Regions from separate parts of the Drosophila melanogaster genome. Here region 1 is linked to region 2. The links are chromatin contacts, called in public Hi-C maps. All regions are on one chromosome and are shown on one strand. Each heading gives the region's core, a stretch centred on a gene start, on an enhancer-like site or on the middle of the called end of the contact. The rest is flanking DNA. Distances are from core to core; before and after follow the strand shown.

Region 1 (6,917 bases), core at 1,692-4,191, 700 kb after region 2:
GCTGAAGTATTCCGGCGGATTAGCTTCAAGCTTCAACTGGTTCTTACTTAAGTGGTGGACAAAAGTGTATCATAGTATAGGTATTAATTATTGATCCAGTTAGAGATTGCCTTGTAGATTGCTGAACTTTGCATTTTCGATGCAGTTGCTCATTCGTTGTTATCTATGCCCAGTTGGGAACCTTCCCATTGCAAGCCAATTAGCTTAAGAAAAAAGCATTCCATTTGTACATGAAATTTTAGCAACAAACAAAGTCGAATCCAATGAATTTGTAAACGAACATAAATTAAAATGTTTCTCTTGAGATTTGACAAGGAGCACGCGCATCTTTAGGCTTCAGCCTCGTCCTGTCTCTTATCCTGCGGCGGCGATCCGTCTGGCCCCAAATTGGGATCTGGATCTTGCGCTTCCGGCTGTTTCTGCTGCTCCTGCGGCCATTCAACATATTCGTCGAAGAGAAACATTCGGATCAAGGTGAGCTGGATGTTGAGAATATAGTGCACGTTGACCATCTTGTCGCCGCGATCCTTGTACTCCAGCAGGGCATCCTCGGCCGATACTGGTCTACTCACGTGATGGCGGCCCTGCCGCAACCTTCGCCGCATCAAACGCTGCCTGTCCATGGAGTCCAGTTTCCGGCTCACGTTTTCCGCCACCGTACGCCCATTGCGGACGTAGTTCCTCCGCCAGCAGGGCAGCTTGCGGAAGCGTCCTAAGACGCCCGAGAACTCGACGACCAGAAATTCGAAGAAAGTGATCCGATTCTCCCGTTCCGAGTCCCTGATCGTCTTCGCCACGGTAAAGTAGTCGTTGATCAGGGACACAAAGACATTGATCAGCAGCACAATGATGACGAAGGCCAAGACGCCGTAGCAGAGAATGCCCAGCCACTTGCCGCCGTGAAAGAGCTCCGATGGCTTCACCTGGGCACTAAAGCCGAAGGAGTAGCACATGCACATCACCATGCTCTTGACTAACTTGTTAAAGTTGCTGCTGTAGTTGCCATTTATGGTGACCACGGCGAAGCAGAAGCCGATAAGGAATATGACAATGGCGATCGCAGTGCTGGCCACCGCCGACCAGGCCAAGTACAGTGTCCTGGTGAACAGCTTGAAGACGCTGGCGAACTGCAGCACTCGCCACAGTCGCAGCGTGGTTATGCAAATCAGAAAGCCGATCGTGATCGTGGTCAATTGGTGCATGCGCGACGGCCGCCGAAAGTCGATGAACTCCATCTTGCTGGCACCCTCCACCTTCTTCATCATGCTGGCCACCAGGGACTCGCGCAGCACCACCAGCACCACCACCAGCACGTTGACCATAAAGATGAACAGATCCAGCTTGTTCCAAACGCTCTTCAGCAGATGCGGCTCGTACCACAACTTGACCGCCAGCGTCTGGGCGAACTGTATGAAGACCAGCACGTAGATGAGCAGTGCCAACAGTCCCGTGTATGGCATCTGATCGACGTTCTCCAGCAGCTTGGCGCTGTCCACCTGCACGTCGGGCACTATGCCGCCGAATGGTGTCTTCTCCACGCGCAGCGTACAAATGCTAAACAGATTCACGTCCACGTTGTACAGCGTAAAGTCGATGAACACCGCCGACGTGTTCAGCGTTAGCCAGTGGTTCTCCGAGAGGTAGTCAATCACCTGGATGGAAGTGCAAGGTATGCGGAGTATGTGGAGTATTAAAGAGATTTTATTAGTTATTATGCACGCCCATCACCCACCTTCATGCTATTAGCCGCGCTCCTGGCCAACAGGCTGACGTAGCCCGCCAACTCTGGATAGCTATTGAGCGAGCCCACATGGTCGAAGTTCATGAGCAGGGCGTCGAGGAACTCAAAGCCCATCTTGATGGGTATCCACGGCTCGTAGATGCGCCAGTACTTGTCGGAGTAGTGGAGTTTGCGGTACGGCAGCTGCCAGTCGGGCATGTAGTATGTATCGGAGAACTTCGGTGGACCGAGGCCGACTTGCGGATTGGACACGCGCAGCTGGCGCAGTCGCATCACGCCCAGTAGCACCGATTGCTCGGCGTGTGCCCAGCCGGGTGAACCGCTTTCGGTGGAATTCGAGTTGAAGGCGAGCACCAGAGTGGACTCGATGAAGTCGAACAGCTGGTTGAGGAAGTACACCTCCTGCAGGCCCGTGTAGTCCGTGTGGTTGTACATAAACAGATCCGTGATGATGCGAGTGTTGTGGTAGAGGGTTTGATCCCTCGTCACCAGCACCAGGCACATCAGGCAGAGAAAGTACGGGCCGTAGATGAAGAGATCGTGGGCGATCATCTTGTACTGATCGTTGAGCTTATAGTTCCTGTAGCGCGAGGTCAGCATCAGGTTGGCGCGCTTGTTAATCAGGCGCTGCTTGAGGAAGTCCCTGCGTTCCTCCTTCTCATCCATCTCATCCTTGTCACATCGCGGCGGTATATAGATCCGCGGTGGCCACAGGGCCCGGTCGATGGACAGGATAACGAACTTGATCGGGTCACCGATGAGGAACTGGAAGATCAGCACTATCACAATGCTCACCAGCATCGTCTTGAACTTGACGTCCTCGTGCTGGAAACCGGCGAACACAGCGATGCATATCATGCAGCCTATTATAATGCCCACCGTGATCGCGAACATGGCCCAATGCGTTTTTTTCACTTTCATTTCGAGCTGTTTTTTTCGCGTATTTTAGATATTTTCGATATTTTCCGCTTTTTAGCCGATTCACTGCCTTTCAAATGCTCTCCCAGCAATTCGAGTTCAGAACTACGAGTGGCGTGAGCTAAAAGGCCAGCTAGACGCGAAACAAAATTAGAATAACTTTTGGAATGTAACATTTTTCAAATGTGTAACGTATTTTGGTCTGCATAAGGGTTAATTCGAATTTTTCGAGACACGACATTCGGTTAGGCGGCTCATTCTCGCGCACTTCGCAGCCAGCGCCACATTTGCTAGCCAATGCGCGCTGGTCACACTGGCGAAAGTAAAATAAAAAAAAATTAGTTTTATTTAATTTCTTGCGAACGAGCCACGAAAATGACGAACGCCTAGCGCGATTGCCCAAAACGACCCACTGAATCAACCGCACCGCACCGCAGCGAACCGCATCGAAACGAACGAACGGAGGAGGAGCAGGTGGCCGCCAGTTAGAGCAGCCATGACGATGACCGCCTCGGATAAATACACGTACCAGCGGACCGTTCTCTGCCTGGCCCGCGTTCTGGCGGGCATCCAGCCCACTCCCTGGGATAAGGTACATGTCCACCTGGCCACCCACTCCACCAGCCACAGCGCCAGCCCCCCTGGCAATCGACTTTTCGCACTGACCTTGAGCGGCGGCCATAAAACAGACATGCGTGGGCGCTCAGGGGGCGGCGGTAAGGCAGTGAGGCGGTGGGGCAGGAGCCCCACACCAAACCAACTCAGTTTGCAAAAGTGCCATTGGAATGTCAACAGTGCAGCGAATCTTCAGCTGTTGCTCACTGAAGCGCTCACACGAAAGCTGCTGATGATTCAGGCACAACAGAGGTGCTGTAGGATATAGTTGTCTTCACATCCGCTGAGGTCACCAGCAGTAGAAGCTATTAGTTAGGCGTATATCATGAGTAGAGTTGTATAGGTCAAGGAATAGGAATAGGAATAGCACTAAGCACAAGACACTGAGACACACACCCCACTAATCTATGGCTTCCTCATGCTACACGCCCACAGGTGCAGACCCTGTTCCGGTATTGTCCGCAGGAGAATGCTGCCGGAGTGTTTTGCCTGGACACGCGGGCCCAGGATGCCGTAATTGCGCTGGGCATTTATTTTCTGGAGGGCGGCTGCCAGCACGAGGGCCAGATTGTGCCCTATCTGCTGCGTCTGGCCAAGTGTCTGCCGAAGGCGGTCTGGATTGACGATGCCCGGAGCAACAAAGTGGAACGTAAGTACTAGCTGCTTGCCACTCGTGTGGCCTGTCGCACAGTTGGTTTATCCTGGCTTCCCCACTTCCATTTGGCAGGCGTTCGCATTCCGTCGGCGGAAAAGTTCAGCTTCTGCTTGAACACCCTGCTGTCCGACATAGCGGCCAAGTGTCCGGATTCGCGCGAGGAGATCATCCTGAATCAGGTGGAAACGCTGAGCGCGCTGGCCAACATAGTCAAGTCGAGCAGGGACAGCAGCTCCGCACCGCCGCCCATCATCCTGTGCAAGGCCACGGTGCCGCTGCTCTTCGGCTTGGCGCGATCGATGGGTCGCTATGCCAGCAACGATCCACCGCTGCTGTGCCGCATTTTTCCGCCCGAGCTGCTGCCCATCCAGAAGGGCGGCGGCCGCGACGGCACCGGCTCGAGCAGCAGTGCCAGCGGCACCTGCGGCGGCTCCTTCAGCAGCAGCGAACGCCTGGCGGCCACGCATCACTTCCGACCCATCATACCGCGCTCCATGTCCGGCAGTCTGGCGCAGGCCCAGAACGCAAGCTACGACGATGGAAGGCAGCGGTGCGCGGGCGGCAAGCCCAGCAAGCCATCGTTGCACAGCTACTTTTCGGTGCCGTACGATCCGCGGACGCACTTCTTCACGCGCTACGGCTCCAGTTTCAACCAATTCCCGAACATGCGCGTCTGCGAATCGCCCACGAAAGGCGGCCCACGACCACTGTATCGTGTGCCTCCGTTTCCCATCCAGCATCTACAGACCATATTCGCGGTGTCCAAGAAGCTGCTCACCAAAGACACCCTCGAACATCTCGACGAGCAGGCAAGCGATATATTTTCGCTGCACCAAATCAAGGGCTATTGCTACAAGAGCTTCTCGGAAACGTTGAACCTGGTCCTGGTGACCCTGCTCAGGGAACTGCTGCAGCATCAGGTTGACCTGCCCACGCCGTTCACCAAGGATGTGCAGGAGTTCGTCAAGCGGCTCTTTCTCAACGGCCAAACGGAGCTGCAGAATAAACAGCAGGATCAGGAACGCGAGCGGCGCGAGGAGAACGGCATCGCGGTGGTCAACAAGTACAAGGTCAATGTGATGGCCAATGCGGCGTGTGTCGATCTCCTGGTTTGGGCCATTCGCGACGAAACGGGTAAGCGCACATCCACGCCGCGGAGCAAACGATCTTGAATTCCAGCGCAAATGCAAATGCAAATGGCAAAATCCAAGCAGCAACTTTATTGCAAAACAGATCGAAAGAGAGAGAGAGGGAAGTAGCTTGAATGTCAGTTAGATGGAGAAAGTTCCATGATTATACTATATTTTCAAATTAGCTCACAATCCATGGTTCATGGTTCTTATCCATGCATTCACTGGAATAACTATGTTTTTCAAAAGAGCTACTTCCTTCTGGTCGAATACATTTACCACGAAATTCGTTTCCATTATCCATTTTATCGTATTTATTGAGTGAATTATGATTTCTTTTGGGTGTTTCGATATCATCAGATTATACATCAGATTCAGATTCAGCCCCTCCTCTCTCTTTCTTCAGTAAGTTTTAGTTATTTCGTTTAATCTCTTTTAGTTTCTTATAGTTTGTTTGTATTGATTTTGTTTTTTGGTGGCCGGAAAACGGAATATGGTTCAGTTGACGTCGACTATAATGTGCCATCCCTGCAGAATGGCTTGCAATTTTTATTGAAGAAAGGTCAAGAGCAGTGTAATCCCCAATAGTTTCGATTCTTTTCACCCACAAAACTGATCGTTAAGGGGGGAGCCATCCGAATCCGAAAGAGCTTTCGTACTAATCCTTCAATTGGGAACACTTTCGTTTCGGTAAACTTCGTTTAATTGGCCATAGTTTGCGTGGATTCCCCCCCTCTTAACTGAAACTACTTTGTACGTCGGTTTTGTGGCTTAATTGTTAATTGCCTGGCCAACGTTCGCTGCATGCTGCAACAGATCCACATCCTCCTGATCCTCTTTTTGTTCCTCGTTCCCTTGTTCCCTTGTTTGCAAACTGCCAAATGCCGCCATTACCGTTTACTAATCAAAATTTGCCACTGATCCCAAAAAACCCAATACAGAGGCGGACAAGCTGTGCGGTCGACTGTCGCAGAAACTGAACCTGGAGCTCAGTCACAAGATCGTGATGGATCACATGCCGCTGCTGATGGTTTGCCTGGAGGGACTGGGCAAGCTGGCCCACAAATTTCCCAACATTGCCGGCACCTCGATCTCGTATCTGCGCGACTTCCTTGTGGCGCCCAGTCCCATTCTGGGCAAGCTTCACGACCATGCCATGCAATCGCTGGCCCAGCAGAAGAAGGAGAAGGAACTAACGCCCTTCAAGATCGCGGTCCAGCACTCGGACTCGCGGACGGCGGTCGTCATCTACGGGGATAATCAAAAGCCGCCCGGCAGCGGAACCGGTCGCAGTGGTCATGCCGCATTCGAGTCACTGCGCGATGCGGCCATTGAGAATCTATCGATCGCCCTGCGCGCTGCCCACACCCTCGATCAGTTCTGTGTGCCAGCTCTGGTGGCCAACGTCTCCAATCGACTCTTCACAGCCGAAAAGTCTGGCAGGTGGGTGCAATATATATATATATATATATATAGTTGACTCATCCGATTATGTTTTCAGTGAATCGCAAGGCGAGTGCCACAAATCCAACCTGGTCAGCTTGAACATCATCGTGATGCTGGGCCATGTGGCCGTGGCGCTCAAGGATACCTCGAAGACGACACAGAATATCCTGCAGTTCTTTATCCAGCGCTTCTGCAAGGTGCCATCGGAGCAGAACGCTCTGATTGTGGATCAGCTTGGCTGCATGATAATCTCGCAGTGTGAAACGCATGTCTTCGATGAGATCATGAAGATGTTCTCGCGCGTCACCGTGCAATCGGCATCGTTGGCGTACACCTCGGATCCGGAGCACAGGAAGCAATTCCATCACGTCTCGGATGCGGTGGTCAATGCATTGGGCAATATTGCGGCCAA
Region 2 (6,687 bases), core at 3,073-5,572:
TACTTCAAGCCACAGAAGCACCTGGCCACCAATAATGCGGCTGCACGAAATGCGCTCAGCATGAAGCTGAACAAGAGTGATCCGCTGCTGGGACAGGATTCGGTGGGCGTGAGTCCCATTCGGCAGCAGTTGACGAGAAATCGCGGCTACTCCACCTCGCTGTTGGAGCACCTGGTGCGCCTGGAGAAGTACATTGCAGTTAAGGCGGATCGAATCCAGCGGCTCAACAAGATGAACGGCACCGCCGAGCTGGCCATGGGCGATATGATAAGCCATGACGAGAATGGGGATCGCCATCGCCGACAGATTGCAGTCAACTTCCAGCGCCAGTATGCCTTCAACATCGTGACCATCGAGCGCATCAACGCCGAGCTCATGTTCGAGCTCACCAAGGTGCAGGAGCTGTCCTCCAGCCTGACACGCAATCCCAATGTCCAGGCCATGATTTCGCCGACATATTTGCGCGAAGAGTGCCGCGCCAAGGCGTCACAGACGGTCGACGACATCAACAAGGGCATGGTGAAGAATACGCGGATGATAAAGCTGCTGAAGGACCTGACCACGCTGTTGATCGTGACCCAGAATCTCGGCGGCGACTGCGAAGTGAGCGAGGTTAACGAGGTGCTCGAAGGCTGCCTCGAGGAAGTGCGCAGCAATCTAATCTGCAGCGAAAACCGCGAGGTGTTCCAGATGAGTGTCCAGGGGCGGCTGGAGTACATAGCCATGGACATCAGCAGACGCTTGGAGGAGAAGAGCTTGAGTCGCGTGGCGGATGGCGACGACGATATTAAATCGCTGAAATCCGAGGACGAGACCGATGAGGACCATGTGCAGGATCACAAGCATGGGGCAGATGAGGAGCCCGCCGCAGATACCTCCAAGACAAAAGCGAAAGGCAGTCCAAAGCAGGTTGAAGGGAAGGAGAACAGCGAAGTTGACAAGATGGACCACAGTAGCCATCCCATGGACACAGACACAGAGAAGGAAGAGAAACTGGAATCTGGCGGGTCGGAAAACGCAGGGTATGCGAGCCAGCAGCGACAAGACGAGGATCAGGACACCGAGGAGCAGCACCTCGATCTGGAGGAGCAGCACCTGGACCCGGAGGAGCATCACCTGGACCTGGAGGAGCAGCACCTGGACCCGGAGGAGCAGCACCTGGACCTGGAGGAGCACCACCTGGAACTGGAGGAGCAGCACCTGGACCCGGAGGAGCAGTCACTCAATCCGGCTGTGACCGAGGACACGCAGATCACCATTGAGTCGATGAAGGAATCCGATGAGGAGTTTCAATCGGCCGCCGAGACCGAGGAGGACGACATGGTCGGCCTGATCATGGAAGAAGAGGAGGAAGAGGAGTTTGTGTACGATAAGGATCTGTAGAGGACTAATCGATGTCCAATACCCGCATCTTTAGTCTCTTTTCTACGCCGGCCTCCTGGACTTTAGCTTAGGTAAAAGTTTTCGTGAAAAGTTTTCAATAATACGCTGCAATAGGAAATTTAACAAAATAATCCGCATAGCTTTCTGACTGACTATCGTTTTTTTTTTTAAATACCAGGAAAGGGTTTTTAAAAATTCAAAAAGCATTGGTACTATTACACTTTTTTAAATATTGCATTGACTTTGTAAGAAAGTTTAATAACAAATTTATAGCAAGTCTTCAATAAACAAGAAAATATTTTTTTTTACAAATTTTGAATTTTTCTAAGTGGAACATTTTTTGCGAGAAATGTGAAAAAATAAAAATGTTCAGGCTTGAATGTCAGTCGATTTGGATTTTAATTACAAGCTCAACGATGCATCACACTTCATCTTTCGCCAATTATTTCCGACGTTGTGGCCAAAAAACTAGCAGATTTCGGACGCAAAGTCGAAATTTGGCCAAAATATGTCGATGTGAATTTTCGAGCGACCTTACATTAATTTTCCATTTCCTTAGAATGAGCAAGGAAATGACTTAAACAAATGGGAATAAAGAATAAGGGCTACGACTTTGCTTAGTCATCGTCCTCCTCGTCATCATCTTCTTCGCTGGATTGATCCAACCAAGCCACGAGCTTGGCGAGGCTTTGGCGCAGGTGTGCATGCTCCTCCTCGTCCAACTGCGCGTACCACGCCTGAATGGCACTCTCGGACACAAAGTCCTTGTCGTACAGATAGTGCACGATCTGCGAGATCTTCCCCCGCACTAGATGATTCTCCTCGTACACATCCTGCGGGAAAAGGGATTGGTAAAGTGGGTGTGGGTTTGTGTGAAAATTATGGGGACTTCACCTCCAGCGCCTTGAGACAATCCATCATGGAATCCTCGCTCTTAATGTAGTTGGATACCACAGGGCCCAGTTGTTTAAAGGCTGCGTTTATGGCCACTAGTACGTTGTCGTTGGCCGGTTCCACGATGCTCTGCATGCCAAAAACGGCCTTCACCACGTTGAAGTTGACTTCTTTGAGGGACATGTTGTACGCATAGCGCGAGGAGTTGATTTCTAGGACAAGGAAGTCAGGGTTGGACTTCTCCCGGAAGCCCCGTGTCAAGGAATCGATGACTTCGCCCAGGAAAACTAGAATTGGCAATTGGTAAACATGATTAGAATGACTTTCAACTGCACTTGTGGACAACACTCACTGTTTGTGTCATCGGGCAGTGGCGTTACCGCTCGCGAGGCATCCTCGTCGTCCTCGCTAAAATCGCTGCAGTAACTGATCTCGTCCAGCGGCGCCAGCAAGTCTCCCATTTTGGGTATACTGAGCGGCTGCTGTGGCAACAAGTCCTCGCACTCCGAGTCCTCGGGATCACCCGTCGTCAAATCGCTGACAATATAGGCATGCGGACCGATGGACTTCAGCTCCACTACCACCTCATCATCGCTACGCCGTCTGCTGGGCGTTCTGGTGATAAGGGTCTTCGCCAGCGTTTTCTTGGCAGGCAGCACGCTTTTAGCACCGAGCACACAGCCCGCGCTCACGTCGCAATCCTCGTTGATGATGGCTCCTTCGCCCACCACGCAGTGCTCCAGTCTGCAGTTGTCCATTACGGTGACGTCGGCCATGAGGAACGCATTGGTCAGTCGACAGTTCTTGCCGATCCGGCAATTGGCGCCAATCACGCTGTCACTAATCACTGAGCCACTGTCTACGTGACTGCCCGCTTCGATGACCACGTTCTGGAGCAAAGCCACTTTCGAGACATGCGCCTCGGGGCTCTTGTAGATGTTGTCCTTGTGGAAGACGTACTCCTGCTGCAGCTTGTAAAGGCCTATGTCCGGAACGAAGGGGTAGGCCCACCGGTTGATAATGTCCCGACTAACCAGCTGGTAGGCCGGCCAGTTGTTCACCTTGTGCGCGTACTGGGCTGCCGGGAGCAGTGCCACATATATCCTGCTGTCCAGCAGTTCCTCGTTTATCAACAAACCCCTGACGAAGTCATCACGCGTCTGAAAGTCAAAGTTGTCGTTGAACAGGGACAGCATTGAGGGCGAGCCAATGGCAATCTGCGGATCTAGGAGGTTGTGGTGCAGCGCCACACACGAGTTGCCCAGAAAGACATCTAGTGGTAGTTGGTAGCGATTCTCCTTGTGGTGCATCCGCAGCCGCTGGTGGTAGTGCAGCCGGTCGTTGCGACGGTCCACGGCGATCAGCACCTCGTTGCCAGTGCGCACATTGTTGGCACACTCCTTGAACACCAGCGTGGCGGCCGTGCCCTTGTCGAACTTGGCCTGCCGCTTGTGCTGCTCCAGCACTGGGCGCAGATCGGCATTGGTCACCGTATCGGCGCCGAGCAGAATGAAGTGGCCACGGATCAGCGCCTTATTGTCCAAATCACGCATGGCATCGCCGAAGCAGCGACAACCCTCGCCGCCAATCACATGGACGGTCATCTTGAATGACCAGGCTGCGTCCGTGGCAATGCCGGCCCTGCAAAAAACGCGAATCGAGCGTTTAGCACCCATAATTGCATCATCCTGCCAGCTGCCGCAACTGAACCCACCTGATGTGCTCCCGGATGCTCGAGCGATAGAGGCTGGTGTACACGAACACCTCCTCCACGCCGCTGCGGTTCAGCGCCATGAGAGCGTAGTCAAGCATCCGCACGTTGACCAGCGGCAGCAGGGCCTGCAAAGAATCCAACGGTCGACAGTCAATGGATATTCACCTATTCCAGTGGCGCTCACTCACCGTAGAGCCCTCGTCGGAGAGGGGCTTGAAGTTCCACACATTGTTGTCGGCGATCAGCACCGCCTGAACGATCTCCTTCTCGAATTGGGCCATCTTCTCGCGTTGCAACCCAGTAGTTTCCCCAAAAATTCAACTCGTTTGCTGGCCACTGGAGCGATTGCGGCACGCGGTATGCGGTATGTAATGGCACTTGCAGGCTGGTCACACGCTTAGTCGGGTCGCCAACCAATTCTGATTGGACTCGCTCGAACGCCGCATTTCGTAGCATTGCCACACTGGTCACACCGCGAAAACGGCTACAAGAGTCGCCCGGAAAATAATTGGAAATAAATAATGATCGCAGCGCGGTAATTAGCACGCGTGCCACTCTGTCTGTGCTGTGTGTACTAACACCCACCTCTCCCGCGCCCCATCAGCCGGCCGAGCCTAGTAAGATCGCGCTGGATTGCCAATAATTGTCATCGCATTGCCGATGAATAAGTGCCCCTGGGCGCGAGTGTGTGCGTGTGCGTGTGTGTGCGATACACCCACCTTGATGGAGGCAACAACAACAACAACACAGCAAGCGAGAAAACAAACAAACGGCTGCGATAAGCACTGAACACGATTCCACAACTCAACTGCTCTTCCGCCACGGTCGCGCTGCCCAAGAGCAGGGTCACCCCCCGGCCAGTTGCAGTGACGCCCTCGCCACCAGAAACCAAGCAGCCAGCTCCCAGTCCAGCGAAGACCCGAAGAATTCCCATTCGCAGGCGACCCCGCAGCAGACGAAGACAAGTCACTGGGCGTTCGCGCCAACTATAAATAGAAAAGAGCAACGACGCAAACAAGCAAACTGTCCATACAGCCCATATCCATATCTACACGCACATTTATCGACGCAGAAGAAAAACCCCTCAAGTACTGCCCTTCATTCAGCGATTAGCGCAGCCATCTCTTCGCAAACAGGCGGCGGAGGAGAATCCGACTTGGCGGGGAAAGCGAAGCGCACTCGAAAACCCTATCAGTACTCAGAATCCGGAGACAAATGGACACGTTGAGCGAGGCAGTGGCCAATGGAACCGCGACTGCGGCCACCAGGACGACCAAGGACATTGTCAAGGAGCGCTTCAAGGAGGACGAGACCATAGAATACGTAAGCAATCATCAGATCTGGCGAATCAAAGCAGGCGAAGGTTTAGAAAGGAGTGTTGGTCAATCATGATTGACTTTTAAAGTATAATGACGAATATTAGCAGGAAACATGCTAAATACACTAAAATGATGATTAATTATCGCTAACAAGTAACCTTACGCCTAAATCACACTCACGTCTTCGCTCAGAAAAAAACCTAAAACGGCTGCTATTAAACAATCCTTTGCTTATAGATATTCGAGGCGTATCAGATCAAAGGACCAGAGTACTCCAACCGTCTTCTGGCCCTGGTTTCATCGCAGTCGGGCGGCACGTTTGCCATCATCGCGTTCTCCTACTTGCGCACTCCATTGTCCTCCGCGAACGAGCTGATCATCAACAAGGTGTTCGCAATCGACCACAATTTCCAGTTGCGACAGGGTGAGATGAAGGGTGCATGTTCATCACACAGCTTGACTATGCTAGCCAAACAAATTGCCCAGTAACTGTTTGTCAAGTAGTCACAAAACCAATAAGTTTGCGCTCATTATTGGCCATAACAGATTACGACTGCATTTACTTATGATAATATTGGTATCTCAAATAGTTTCAGCTGAGATGAAAGCAAACTAATTAGTGAAAGCTCGCTCTTTTTCATATATCATTTTCCAAATTTTTTGCAGACAGCAAGAGCTCGATCACCACGCAACAGTTTGACCTGTCCACAGCCGAGGATGGCCCCATCAAGTACTACTACTACGCCACGGAGAGCCACCACTACGAGGAGTTTGTGGCCAAGGTGATTTCCTTCAAGAGCACCATGGCGCAGCATGATCCCGAGACGGTGCTTAACTTCAGGTGGCTGAATGACTACCGGCAAATCGGAGAAGTGAAGCAGGAGCTGAAGAAGCGGGAGAGCGAGTACATTGTCTACAAGGACATAATGTGAGATGGAAAATGCCCTGTCAAGCAAGAGTTCTCACGCACATTTATTCAATCCTTGCAGCATCTACTGCGCCACTTGGAATGTGAACAACAAGACCTGCAGCGACAGCAACAATCCACTGCGAGCCTGGCTGGCTTGCAGTGAGAAGCCGCCGGATATCTACGCGATTGGACTGCAGGAGCTAGATACTCCCACAAAGGCTATGTTGAACTCCACCCAGGTGCAGGCCATCGAGAAGCAATGGATGTGAGTGTGCCACATAAGTTATATAGCCTCGTTACCGAGAGTCTAAGTTGGTTCTTTCTCCCGCAGCGATAAGATGATGGACAGCGTCCACCCTGACGTAGAGTACGAAATCCTGATGTCGCACCGCCTGGTGGCCACCATGCTGACGGTCATCGTGCGCAAGCAGCTGCGGCAGCACATCATACGCTGCCGACCAAAGTCG

The links. A called contact is a pair of places that touch in the nucleus more often than the background predicts.
Region 1: a Hi-C map of the Kc167 cell line shows a contact between it and region 2, with 3 times the contacts expected there. The contact joins the promoter of Pi4KIIIalpha here to the promoter of eIF2Bepsilon in region 2. A contact is called at or near these places in 7 of 107 Hi-C or Micro-C datasets (the D17-c3 cell line, the Kc167 cell line, the S2 cell line and 3 more).

Annotation. Positions count from the first base shown.
Region 1 is chrX:2,621,863-2,628,779 of dm6, forward strand. Pi4KIIIalpha (Phosphatidylinositol 4-kinase III alpha) reads left to right here and starts at 2,942. Exons shown (of 11, transcript NM_001272262.2): 1 at 2,942-3,251; 2 at 3,710-3,923; 3 at 4,002-5,063; 4 at 5,562-5,621; 5 at 6,001-6,502; 6 at 6,561-6,917. The coding sequence starts at 3,156. It overlaps brv3 (brivido-3), which reads right to left and starts at 2,713. Exons shown (of 3, transcript NM_130657.3): 1 at 1,733-2,713; 2 at 573-1,652; 3 at 207-479. The coding sequence starts at 2,662. The coding sequence ends at 330. Seipin (seipin) reads left to right here. Exons shown (of 3, transcript NM_130656.4): 3 at 1-278.
Region 2 is chrX:1,918,552-1,925,238 of dm6, forward strand. It overlaps eIF2Bepsilon (eukaryotic translation initiation factor 2B subunit epsilon), which reads right to left and starts at 4,323. Exons shown (of 5, transcript NM_206606.3): 1 at 4,180-4,323; 2 at 3,992-4,116; 3 at 2,630-3,918; 4 at 2,278-2,564; 5 at 1,615-2,216. The coding sequence starts at 4,272. The coding sequence ends at 2,001. It overlaps Ocrl (Oculocerebrorenal syndrome of Lowe), which reads left to right and starts at 4,430. Exons shown (of 9, transcript NM_130606.3): 1 at 4,430-5,314; 2 at 5,548-5,734; 3 at 5,977-6,238; 4 at 6,300-6,485; 5 at 6,552-6,687. The coding sequence starts at 5,207. It overlaps mip130 (Myb-interacting protein 130), which reads left to right. Exons shown (of 2, transcript NM_130602.4): 2 at 1-1,767. The coding sequence ends at 1,383.